2 separate regions of the Hordeum vulgare genome follow, and region 2 is linked to region 1. A link is a contact called in public Hi-C data. All regions are on one chromosome and are shown on one strand. Each heading gives the region's core, a stretch centred on a gene start, on an enhancer-like site or on the middle of the called end of the contact. The rest is flanking DNA. Distances are from core to core; before and after follow the strand shown. Region 1 has its middle 17 kb from the start of LOC123430581. Region 2 has its middle 31 kb from the start of LOC123430583.

Region 1 (5,680 bases), core at 248-2,747:
CATTCTTCGAGAGTTCAGCTACTAATTGAAAACTAAACTATGTTTGTCATCCATGGTTTAATATGCACTTATATAAACCGAAATCAGCAGTGCTTGGAAATAATTTATGTACTTATTTCATTCTCGTCTAGGCATATATGGTTCCGCCATGTGTTTGTGTCACAATGGGCACAAAGGATTTAAATATTTTGTCAAAAATGTAGAAATAAACCCATAAATTATCTTTTTTTCTTTGCTTTAATCCCCTTGTTTGCATGGGCCACGTGTGCCGTTTGGCCCTCGCACCTAGGGGTGGGCATTTTAACCGAAGACCGAATTACCGAACCGAAAAAACCGAGACCGATGCCAAATAGACCGAAACCGAAAATGTTTATACTAAATTCGGTCAGCAACTTTGTATAACCGAAAATTGCATTGTTCGTTTCGGTTTTAACCATCAAGTACTCGAATTACCCAAGTAACGGAGAAAAATTAGTAACATGCCAACTCATGCATTAGGCCCATAGCCCATTCTCGTACGTGCGTTCGTTTTAGCATCCACTAAGGTAACGGCCTTCACGCTAGTCCTCACCGCTAAAAAGGGAGTTTCCCTCGCCACACCTCATCCACATCCCAGACGCCTCTAGATCTTTCTCGAACCGCTAATTCCCTCTGAACCGAGCTCTGCGGCGGCAGGCGGGGAGGTGCGGGTGGAGCGGACCGACCCCGTGGTGGCGCAGCTCCGCCCGCTCTGTCTCCGCGCGCCCGCGTTGCCTCCCAGTGTCGGCTCCGCCCATCCGGCCACCCCCGTGCGCCACTTCTCCACGCGCCCGCGTCGCCTCACCGCGTCGGCTCCACCACTCTGTCCGCCCCCGTGCACCACTCTGCCCACGGCCGGTGTTAGCGTGCCCCGCGTCGTCCCGGTCGTCTGCGCCGCCCCTTCCCGGTGGCCTCCCGCACCGCCCCGCGTTGGCCCGGTCGTCTGCGACGCCACGCCCGACCTCTCCGCCTCGACGTGCTCGCGCCCTTGCGCTCCGCCCACCCCCTCGGCCTCGTTTTTCCGGCGACAAGGTCGTTCCTCGAGCTCCCTCGCCTCCACCGTTCTCGAGCGCCTAAACGGGAGGGGATCCCGATCCAGAGCCATCGCCCGCTGGTTCTTCTTCTTCCTCCTTTCGACTCACTTAAAATTGTAGTGCGGGTTGAATAACAAAAATGATAGAAGCTTTTTTGCAAAAAGGCCGTGACGGACGACAGAAGCGAACCACGCTTTATTATTAGGAGAGATTTATTAGTCTTGATTGGTGAACCGGAACTTTGACATGTTTCTCCACTAATGACACGCCGAAGATCTTTTTGGTCACCGCCGCTATCGTGGAGCGTTAGGAGGCCATCGCACCCTCATTCGACCGATCATATCTGAAACACAACCACAAGCCGTGGACCGTAGCACCGTCGGGTGAGCACCACCTCACCGGTGTGGTCCACCTTCCAGCAGGGCAGCAGAGAGTCCGATGCACGCACCATGCCATGAGCGCCAACTACTAAAGCCACTGTTGTGCAACTCCTGAACATTGGGTGACAGTGACACACCGATGGTGTTATCTGTCACTGCCACCAAGGGAGGCCACGCAAAGGGATCCCATCGGTGATCATAGGATGACATGGTGTGGATGGGCGCATAGATCCGTTCTTTGCGTTGCTAGACATTGAAGTGCTTATTTGCTACTTCCTCTGTAAATTAATATAAGGCATTTTAGACTATCGTTAAGTGATCTAAAATATCTTACATTAATTTACAGAGAAAGTATATACTTGTAATGCAAAGCAGTAAAAATATATTCTTAGAAACAGCAGTAAACCCAAAGGGTTAAGGGTTTGGGAAAAGGAAGGATGGATGCGTGGCGGTTTTGGGCTCATATATGAGGTCGAACCGGATGACGAGGATTCTACGTGGACGCGGCTATGTGCTGCACATTGCGAGGCCATGGCAACCTGGCCTACAGGAGATGGTAGTGGGCCTGCCCAGAAGCACGGGGCTCGTTCAGCTGACGTCATGCTAAAGTCACACTAATTTCACTTTCTCCTCTTCTTTTATTTATACTTCAAATTAAATATATGTATTCAAGAAACTTAAATTTACTTAGGAAATTTGATAAAAAATGATAACACTTTATAAAAAATTGTTAGCACTGTTTCAGAAAATGCTGATAACTTCCAAACAAATGTTCGTGAAAATGAAAAAAGGCGCTTCAAAAATCAATATAAGAGTTGTGTTTAAAAGTTGCGTATACAACGTAAAAAAATGTTTGTGAAATGTATATATATATTCTTGCCATTAATAAATTGTACATCATATTTGATGGAAAAACTCCCGCATTGCAATAAAATGGTCATGAAATTTAGGAAAATGACATATGCCAAGATAAAAAATGTTCGCATATGATAAAAAATGCTTATTTCCATTTAAAAACCTTATCATGGTACTTTAAGAAAATATTCCTGTGTTTCAGAAAATATCCATGAAATTTTTAATAAAGTTTATACAATGTAAAACAATGCTCATGTAGTTTAGAAAATGTTAATTACTACTAAAAGTATGTATAACATGTATTTGTAAAAAATGTTACTCCCTCTAATACATATAACTTTTTGCTAGTTGAGTACAAAGTAGATAAAAATTTGCAATAAACTAACGACAACTCATGCAGATCAGACGGAGTACCACACGTTGAAAAACTGTTCGAAACATGTATTTAAATGTATATCATATATTTAGAAAATCTCCAGCGTGTACCACAAAAATGTATCATGTGTACTCTAAAAATGTACATTGTGCTTTGAGAAACAAAAACGACAAGGAAACAAAAAGATAATCAAAGAAATCCCGAGAAAATGAACAATACCAAAAGAAAACGAAGTACAGAGAAGGAAAAAAAAGGGAAAATAATGAAAAAACAAACAAGCCAAAGTAAAATGAAGAAATAATAGAAAAACTGAAGAGAACCAGTGAATAAAAGAAGAAGAAGAAAAGGAGAAAACCTGAGCGACTCAACCCGGCAATGACTGCTACGGGCCAAAACGAAGCGAACCTATGCGCGCATCGTTCACCCGCGCTAAAATGGGCCAGCCCGCGACTATCGCACGTAGGTGATTCCAATTAGGAAGGGGTGCGACATATTGCCCTCGCGATTCTACGTTGATAGAAGCACATGTAACTTCACACTTGTTTTCAAAACACCGTATCATTTTGATTTCATAAATTTACTTTATCAAGCACGGAAATTTACTTCCATCTCTTGTGTGAAGTTTTGCTTTTTATGAACCACGACAATTTTCACTAAACAATCCATGATATCTTCCTTTTGTTGTCTATCATGGCAATTTTATTTTCCTTCATTTTTTGGGCCATGGTGAAAAATTGCATAGCATGGCAAAGAACAATTAGTCTTTCCATGGCAAAACTAGTTTTAACTAAAACATGTAAAACTTGTTTCATACGCCAAAAAAACCATGTAGTTTTTTTATTTTAATAAATTGAGGATTGCTCACCGGGCTTCCTGCGAGGTGAAAAGCCTTGTTATTTATTTGTGTTTACTAAAGAAATGCCATAGTTCAATGGTTCTGCCATGGATATCTAACAATTTTGCCATTTGGTCTTGTAACTTTTGCCACTAAATTAAAAATATCATAAACTTATAAGCCATCATGCTATATTAATATTGTATGTTTTGCCATGGTATTTTTCCTGGGAGCTTGTTGCCCATGGCAAACTATTGTGATCATTGCAAATTTTGTTTGTTTCAGATGCAAAATCTTCTAATTTTGCCATGGATAGATATGTATTAGTAAAGAATATGGCATTGTTTTTGCAATATGTTTGTCTGGATCGAACGACATAGAGGTGGGAAGTCCAGTGTGCCATGTGAAATACATTTTATATATCATTGCAAATCATTTGTTTTATTTTTGTACAATTATCCTATTTTTTATTTTTCCCATCATTTTTTTTGGGTTTTAGGGCTTTTTTCAGCGCCATATTAGGCAATTGACTTGTCCTTGGCTTTTTCCTGATTTTTGGACCGACTGCTCCCATGTCGTATGGGGCAGCTGAAAATCGTGGTTCTACCTAGGATGCATTGTTCGATCCTTGGCAAAAGTTTAGTTCGATGAGGAGCTCCCAGGCTGAACATTCTAGAGATATTAGGATCTGTTGAGCTGGAGAATAGGGATTGGTGGAATAGTTGATGTATTGCTTGAGCCTCGTGGGCATATATATATAGGAGTACATGATCATCTTGGAGTACAAATCAAGGCAGGAACAAATCCTAGTCTATCTATGCTTTCCTAAACAATTACGTTACTCAACATCCCCCGCAATCACAACGGTAACGATGCAGACGGTGAGACTGGAGAAGAATCTGAAGGTAAGCCGACGGTCATCCCCCCACAGTCGTAACAGTCGATGCATGGTGAAAGTTGTGGCTGGAGTGTAAACCGACAAGGTTGCTCAAGCAAGGCGGTAGCCCTTTGTGCGTTGGTCGAGATAGCCGAGAGCGTATGGTGGTGTAGCCGTGGCCGAGGTGGTCGTGCGAAGAACGCCGTGGTCGATGTCGAGTCGGGGTAGCCGGTGTCGAGGAAGTCGCCATGGAGCCGCGAGCGCAAGGAGGCGCCGAGTTAGTCATGGGCGCAAAGGTGCCGAAATAGTGGTGCGCCAGGAAGAAGACGTAGTTGAGACGCGTCGCGCCGAGTTTGACAAGCCCGGGGACACATCATGGACGAAGGCACGCATCGGTGTTGCCAGCACCGCGCATGCGTAGACGGACGAAGTCGATGTTGACGATGCGTTGCTCCAGGTTTGCCAGGCCTAGGAACACACCGGGGACGAAGGCACACGTCGGTGTTGCCAGCACCGGGCATGCGGAGACGGGGACCTGCACACAACCTGTACGCTATGTTGAGGAGGCTAAAAGAGAAGGACTTGACGACGGTTGCGGTGCAAATCGGCGGGGGCCGATGTTGCCCGGAGTGGTCGGAGTAGATGAAGCGGTCGGGGAAGACGACGGCGACGCTGGCGATGAGGCGGTGTTGGACGAAGATGAAGGAGGTGGACGGGCGGTGCGACTCGGGTGAGCGAGCTGCAGCAACGCCAAAGAAGAGCGGCGGCAGCGGCCTGATGGCGGTGGCGGCTGGTTAGGAGCGCGGCGGCGATGCTCGAAGTAGGCGAGGAAGAGCCCGACAGCATGACGAAGACCGGCGCGGACGATGGCGTTACCGCGCCGAAGGAGACGGCGCGTCGCATACCACAGGAAGTCGATGCGCGGGGACGACGGAGTGGACCACGCGCCATGGGGCTACGACCCGAAGGGGCGACGAAGCAGCAGCGCATGGGTCGGGGCGACGACGGAAGACCTCAGGGTGGCGGTGTAGACCGCGTGCTGCAATGCTACGGTCCGAAGGGGCGACGCAACGGCGGTGCACGGGTCGGTGCAGCCACGGGGGCAGCCTCGGGCGGCGGCGGGGACTGCGTGCCACGCTCGCTACGACCCGATGGGCGATGCAGCGGCAGCGCGAGGGTCAGTGCGATCATGGGGGCAACCTGCAAAGGACGACCTCGAGGCGGCTGTAGACTGCGGGCTGCGACACTTCGGCCCGAAGGAGCGACGCAGCGCTAGCGCGCGGATTGGGGCAACCACGGGGAGAA
Region 2 (6,125 bases), core at 2,354-4,853, 200 kb before region 1:
GATTGTATCATTTAGTTTATTGCTACTGTTTTCTTCGTGTCAAGTATTTGTTCCTAAGACTATGAGATCATGCAACTCTCTAACATAGGATGAATACCTTGTGTGCTATCAAACGTCACTTTGTAACTCGGTGATCAAAAAGATGTTCTACAAGTATCTCCGAAGGTGTCTGTTGGGTTAGCGTGAATCGAGACTGGAATTTGTCACTTTGTATGACGAAGAGGTACCTCGAGGCCCTCTCGGTAATACAACATCACAAGAAGCTTGCAAGCAATGTGATCACAGAGTTAGTCACGTGATGTTGTATCACGAAATGAGTAAAGAGACTTCACGGTAACGATATTGAACTAGATATAGAGATACTGACTATCGAATCTCGGAAAGTAACATACTGCTGGACAAAGGGAACTACATACGTGATTGACTGAATCCTTGACATCGTGGTTCGACCGATAAAGATCTTCGTGGAATATGTACGAACCAATATGGGCATCCATATACCGTTATTGTTTATTGACCGGAGAGGTGCCTCGGTCATGTCTACATGATTCTTGAACACCTAGGGTCCGCACACTTTAACGTCAGTGACAATATAATATTATTGGGTTATGTATTTTGGTGACTGAATGTTTTTGGAGTCCCGAATGAGATCCCGGACATGACGAGGAGCTCTGGAATGGTCCGTAGGCCAAGATTTATATATGGAAAGTTGTTTTTAACGTTCCGAAAAAAGTTTCAATTTTTTCAGTATTGTACCGAAAAGTTTCTAGAAGGTTTCAAAAACTTTCGGAGGAGTCCGGAAGTCCACCAAGGGTTTCACCACGTCCCAAGGGCCAGCATGAAGTGAGGGGAGCCGCCCTGGCCTTATTAGGCGAGGTGCACAAGTCCCTCAAGGTCCATATGGCTGGGAGAGGTGGAAAGTCCATCTATGGATGGAAGGGAAGAATGAGGACTAGGAGTCCACCTCCACCACATTGCCCGCCAGCCCTAGGGTTTGAGGGACTCGACTCCTAGCCCCTCCACCTGTTTATAGATGAATGTCTCAAAAAAGAAAAATCTATATATAGAGGGGAGGGGTGCCCCAAGAGGATACACCAAGCCCTTGGCACCCCTTTCCCACCGTTACTCTGTAGATCCTTCGTTCCTCGTTCTAGTAGTGCTTGGTGAAGCCCTGCTAGAATAGCTACACCACCACCTCCACCACGCCGTCATGCTGAACCTTTCTAGGAGGACGGGAACGTCATCGAGCTGCATGTGTGTTGAACGCGGAGGTGTCGTCCGTTCGACGCTTGATCGAGACGGGTCGCTACTAAATCATGAAGACGTACGACTACATCAACCGCATTATAAATGCTTTCGTTTAAATGGTCTATGAGGGTACGTAGACACATTCTTCCCTATTGTTGATATGCTTCTCGGTAGATAGATCTTGGATGTTCATAGGATTTTTTTTTATTTTCCATGCAACATTCTTCAACACATGGTCCTCGAACCGCACACATAGCGGATCGACCCAACATTTACTTCTTCTCGTAGAAGCGGCATTCCAACCCTACGTGCCCAACATTTACTTCTTCTCGTAGAAGCGACATTCCAAGCCTACGTGTGTACTCCCTCTGTCATAGTTTACAAGGCATGCACATGTACCTAGATCGTCAATTTGACTTATATAAAATATATTATTTAACATAAAAATTATATCATTAAAAAATAGAACATCTAAAGTTTCTAATGATATATTTTTTGTTATATATGACTCTCATTAAGTTGGTCAAATTGAGGACCTAGGTACATGTGCCGGACTTGTAAACTGAGACAGAGGGAGTAACTTCCTAACGTTACACATTAACTAGTAGGCCATAGTAACTTTGTTGTCCATTTCAAAGAAAATAATCTATTTGATGCTTCTTCTCCTACAACCCTAACACGTAGGAGTAATATATACCCAATTTGTTATGTGCATTATTTTATGATAAAAAAAATTCACAATAAAAATATGTGAACTTGAAAATTTTCATACAAATGAGGAAGGTTCATACAAATTGAAAAAGGAACATGAATTTAAGATAAGTTCATGAATTTGAAAGAAAGCTCATCTTGGAAAAAAAGTTAATTGATTTTGAAAAAGTCATCAAATTTGAACAAAGTTCATTAACTTTGGAAAAAATCACCAATGTTGAAAAAAAATTCATTAAATTTGGAAGAAGTTCACCAATTTTGTAAAAGTAGTTAATGAAATTTGGAAAAACTTCATCAATTTTTAAAAATGTCATCGATTTGGGAAACAATTATTGGATTTTGGAAAAAAAATATCATTTTTGAAGAATAGAGTTTGTGAACCTAAGAAATGTTCGTCGCTTTTGAAGAAAAATCATGAATTTGAAAAGGTTCATTGATTTTGATAAAAAAAAGTGCACAAATTTTGAAAACATCATGCAATTAAGTAAAATAAGAACAATAAAAGGGGAAAAGGAAACGAGACCCATCGAATTGAAGAAAGAAAGAAAGGGAAAAAATAGTAAACACATGCGTCGAGTTGATCAAGTGGTTGCTGCATCCCCCCTGGATCGAGAGGTCGAGTGTTAAAAAACAAATCGAGAGCTCTCGAGTTCAACTTTCTCTCGCATGTTTATTTCGAGTTAAGCTAGGAAGAACAAAAAGTCGAATGGGGCTAGTGAAGTGGGGGAATGAACGGGATGAACGCCTTTAACGAAGCACCAAATAGGATGTCGGATCCTACTTGGTGTTTCAGGCGCCGTTCCTATTGGTTTCGCAAACGGGTGCATGAAGGGCGTGTTTAGTTGGACTCCACCCGTGTTCCTTTTTTTCTGTTGTAAAACAAAAAAATGTCATGTTGGGCTCGGCTCATCTTCTCCATTTTTTTCGGATGTAAACAAAAGAAATGCACCCGCGTGCGATGGTATTCTAACCAGCGACCTCCTGGACGTTCCAACCCTACACTAACCACCTCATAGGCCTCACCTCATGTTCTGAACTACATGTTCTTATCTCTTTTCTTCCTTTGTCTCTTTTTTATTTTTCAACATTAATGAACTTTTTTCGAAATTGATAATTTGTTTTTCAAATTTGACAAACTTTTCTTCTGGTTCGATGACCTTTTTTCAAATTCATTTTAAAAATAAATTTGTGATTTATTTAAGAATTGATTTCATTTTCAAAATTGATGAATCTTTACAAAATTGGTGATTTTTTTATCAAAATTGATGATTTTTTTCCAAATCTGTGACCTTTTATTTCAAAAGTCTATGTACTTATATTCAAAATTAACGATGCTTTTTAAATTTGTGAACTATTTTGAAAGTTGATGAAAATTTTCTAATTCGTGAACTTCTTTGAATTCATGAACCTTTTTTATTACATGAACTATTTGAAAATTCGGGCTCTTTTAAAGTCTGTGAACTTTCAAATTTTGTCCACAATTGTTTTTCGATAAAATCATGGGTTCTTAAATCTATGTGGGCTGCAATTATTGTTTAAATGTCCGCGCTGGAATCTTGGACTAGCGCCTTGTTGTTCTAGTGGTTGGCTAACCTGGACAGTAGCTACACTAGGCGAGATGGATTCCTCACGGGAGTAACATTTTAGGGAAGTTTTCTCGTCGAGTGCCGGCCCACCAGGCGCGGCTAGTGAGCGCCAGTTCCTGAACCGACTCATAAAGAACTGTATAAGAGTTCCTAGATATGCTTTGCAGTTCAGTTATAAGATATTGGACAAGTGCAAGGAGGAAGCAATGCTGCCATAATTAGAGAGATTAATGCACAGAGGAGTGAGTTTATTTCCTGCAATTTTTGTTTCAAGAGTAGGAAGAGTAATCTTGAAGCTCATTTTTTAGCAAGCACTGCTTTATCGGTTACAGTAGCCAGCATTTGTGGCTTGGTGTTCCTCATGATCATGTAATGATACCCATGAACATTCAGGTTGAATAAAGGGGAACGCCTTTATCCATAAAAAAAGAGATATGGTTTGTCGTCTTTGTCTTCGGTTTCTATTTTTTTATGCTTTTCTCGTAAAACAATTTTTAAACATATTTTTATATATTTTTTAGATAGCGTTTACTCAAATACATGTTGGAACATATTCTGAATTATATTGATTTTACTATGGATATCTTTACATGGTACAAATATTTTCTTAAAATGTCACGAATACATTTTTAAAATTCCTGAATATATTTAAATTGTAATTTTAATTTTATTGAATGTATGTAACAATTTTTGAATGAAGCTAATATTTATTCACATCGTATAAACATATTTTCAATGTCACGCACATCATTTTAAATGTGTGGCATTTTTTAAATATCACAAATATGTTAGGTAAACATGTTTAACATATTCTACTTTTTTTACTTCGTATTGTATATCTTTGGTGTACATCACAAACATGTTTATATGCATGTTTAATACTTTCAAATACATGAATCGCACTTTCCAGATTTTTATGATATTTCGATATATAAACAGCAGTGAGAAAATAAAGAAAAAATTAGGAAAAGCAGAAGCAAAAAAGAACAAAGGCTTGAGAGTGGTATCAGCATTACGCGCCCACGTATTTCTCTTCGGTTTCTCATTATTCTTTCGTTGTAGTATTATTTTTAAGCATATTTTTTAACGTTTTTCAGATATAGGTTAATAATTTGTCAAATAATGTTCGAACATATTTTGAATTATATTTATATTACTATGGATTTTTTACATGGTAAAAACTTTTTCTCAAAATGTCATGAACGCATTTTTTAAATTAGTTAATATTTTTTAGTCATAAGTTTAATTTTATTTAATGTATGAAATATTTTCTGAGGACCAAAATACTTATTTACATATTATAATTTTTTTAAATGCCATTTACATTATTTTAAATGCGTGATATTCTTTAGATGTCACAAACAGCAGACATGATTAACATATTCTACATTTTTTTACTTTGCATTGTATATTCTTTATATACATCACAAACATCTTTATATACACGTTTAACATTTTCGCATGCATGATTAACAGTTTACCAATTTTTATGATATTACAAAACATAAACAACAGTGAGAAAATAAAATAATAAATGTAGAAAAGTGAAAACAATAAATAACAAAGGCGCGAGGGTGGTATCAGCACTACGAGGCCACGTGTCCTGGGCTGGCCCAGAAACAGCTCTCGCTACAAGTGACCATATACGAAATTACTAGTTAGCGAGTACACCTTTCAACGATTATTTTCACCTTCACAGGTTGACATAAGTGACGCACTGCATGTGTACCACTTGTCGGAATCTGGAAGTTTTTCTTTTTTTATAGATCTGTATTTTCAAAACGTTTTATCTTCTAAATCGTGCGTCTAATTCTGGAACCGTTTTCATCGTTGGCTTTCTCACGTCAAATCTTCAAAACTAGATTCCATGTTGATAGTTTTTGACGAATTGTTTTTAAGAAAAAAACTAGAAGAAAAAAAAGAACGAAAAAACCGTGCCTCACGCGATAGAAAAAAAACAGAAAACACATTTTTCCCTTTTCGAGATGCACAGGTCGTGAAGGCAAAATCATGCCTCTAGCGGAAGCAAAACCATGCCTTTCGCGGAAAAAGAGAGAGTAGAAAACGCGTTATTTCCATTTTCGACAGAGGCACGGGCGTGTCTGTCGCGAAGAAAAAACCGTGCCTCTCGCAAAAAAAAAAACACGTTTTCTTCCTTTTCGGGAGAGGCACGGGCGTGCCTTTTGCGAAAGCAGAACCGTGACTCTCACAAAAAACAGAAAACACATTTTCCCTTTTCCGAGAGGCACGTGCGTGCGTCTTGCGAATGCAAAACGTGTCTTTCGCGGAAGCAAAACCGTGTCTCTCGCAAAATATAAACAAAAAACACGTTTTTTTCTCTTTCCGAAAGACACGTCCGTGACTCTCGGGAAGGCAAACCCGTGCCTACCGCGGAAGCAAAACCGTGCCTCTCGCAAAAAATAAAAAACGAGGTTTTTTGGTGGATTTCTTTTTAATTTTTTTCCGTTCAAAAGTTACGAAAGAGCAGTGTAAAACCGGAACATAAAAAAATCCGGAAAAAACAACACTAAAAAGCCGAAAACAAGTGCGAGAAAATAAAAAAATAATACAAAAAAACGT

What was found. A called contact is a pair of places that touch in the nucleus more often than the background predicts.
Region 2: a Hi-C map of seedling shows a contact between it and region 1, with 3 times the contacts expected there. The contact joins two enhancer-like sites. A contact is called at or near these places in 2 of 6 Hi-C or Micro-C datasets (leaf and seedling).

What each region holds. Positions count from the first base shown.
Region 1 is chr2H:569,570,673-569,576,352 of MorexV3_pseudomolecules_assembly, reverse strand. No RefSeq gene overlaps it. Among protein-coding and RNA genes, the nearest start is that of LOC123430581, 17 kb to the left of the region's middle. Within about 2 kb of position 1,497, at least 3 of the 3 cell types and tissues checked have open chromatin away from gene starts, as enhancers often do. A contact at or near this core is called in seedling, where this site is marked.
Region 2 is chr2H:569,776,304-569,782,428 of MorexV3_pseudomolecules_assembly, reverse strand. No RefSeq gene overlaps it. Among protein-coding and RNA genes, the nearest start is that of LOC123430583, 31 kb to the right of the region's middle. Within about 2 kb of position 3,603, at least 2 of the 3 cell types and tissues checked have open chromatin away from gene starts, as enhancers often do. A contact at or near this core is called in seedling, where this site is marked.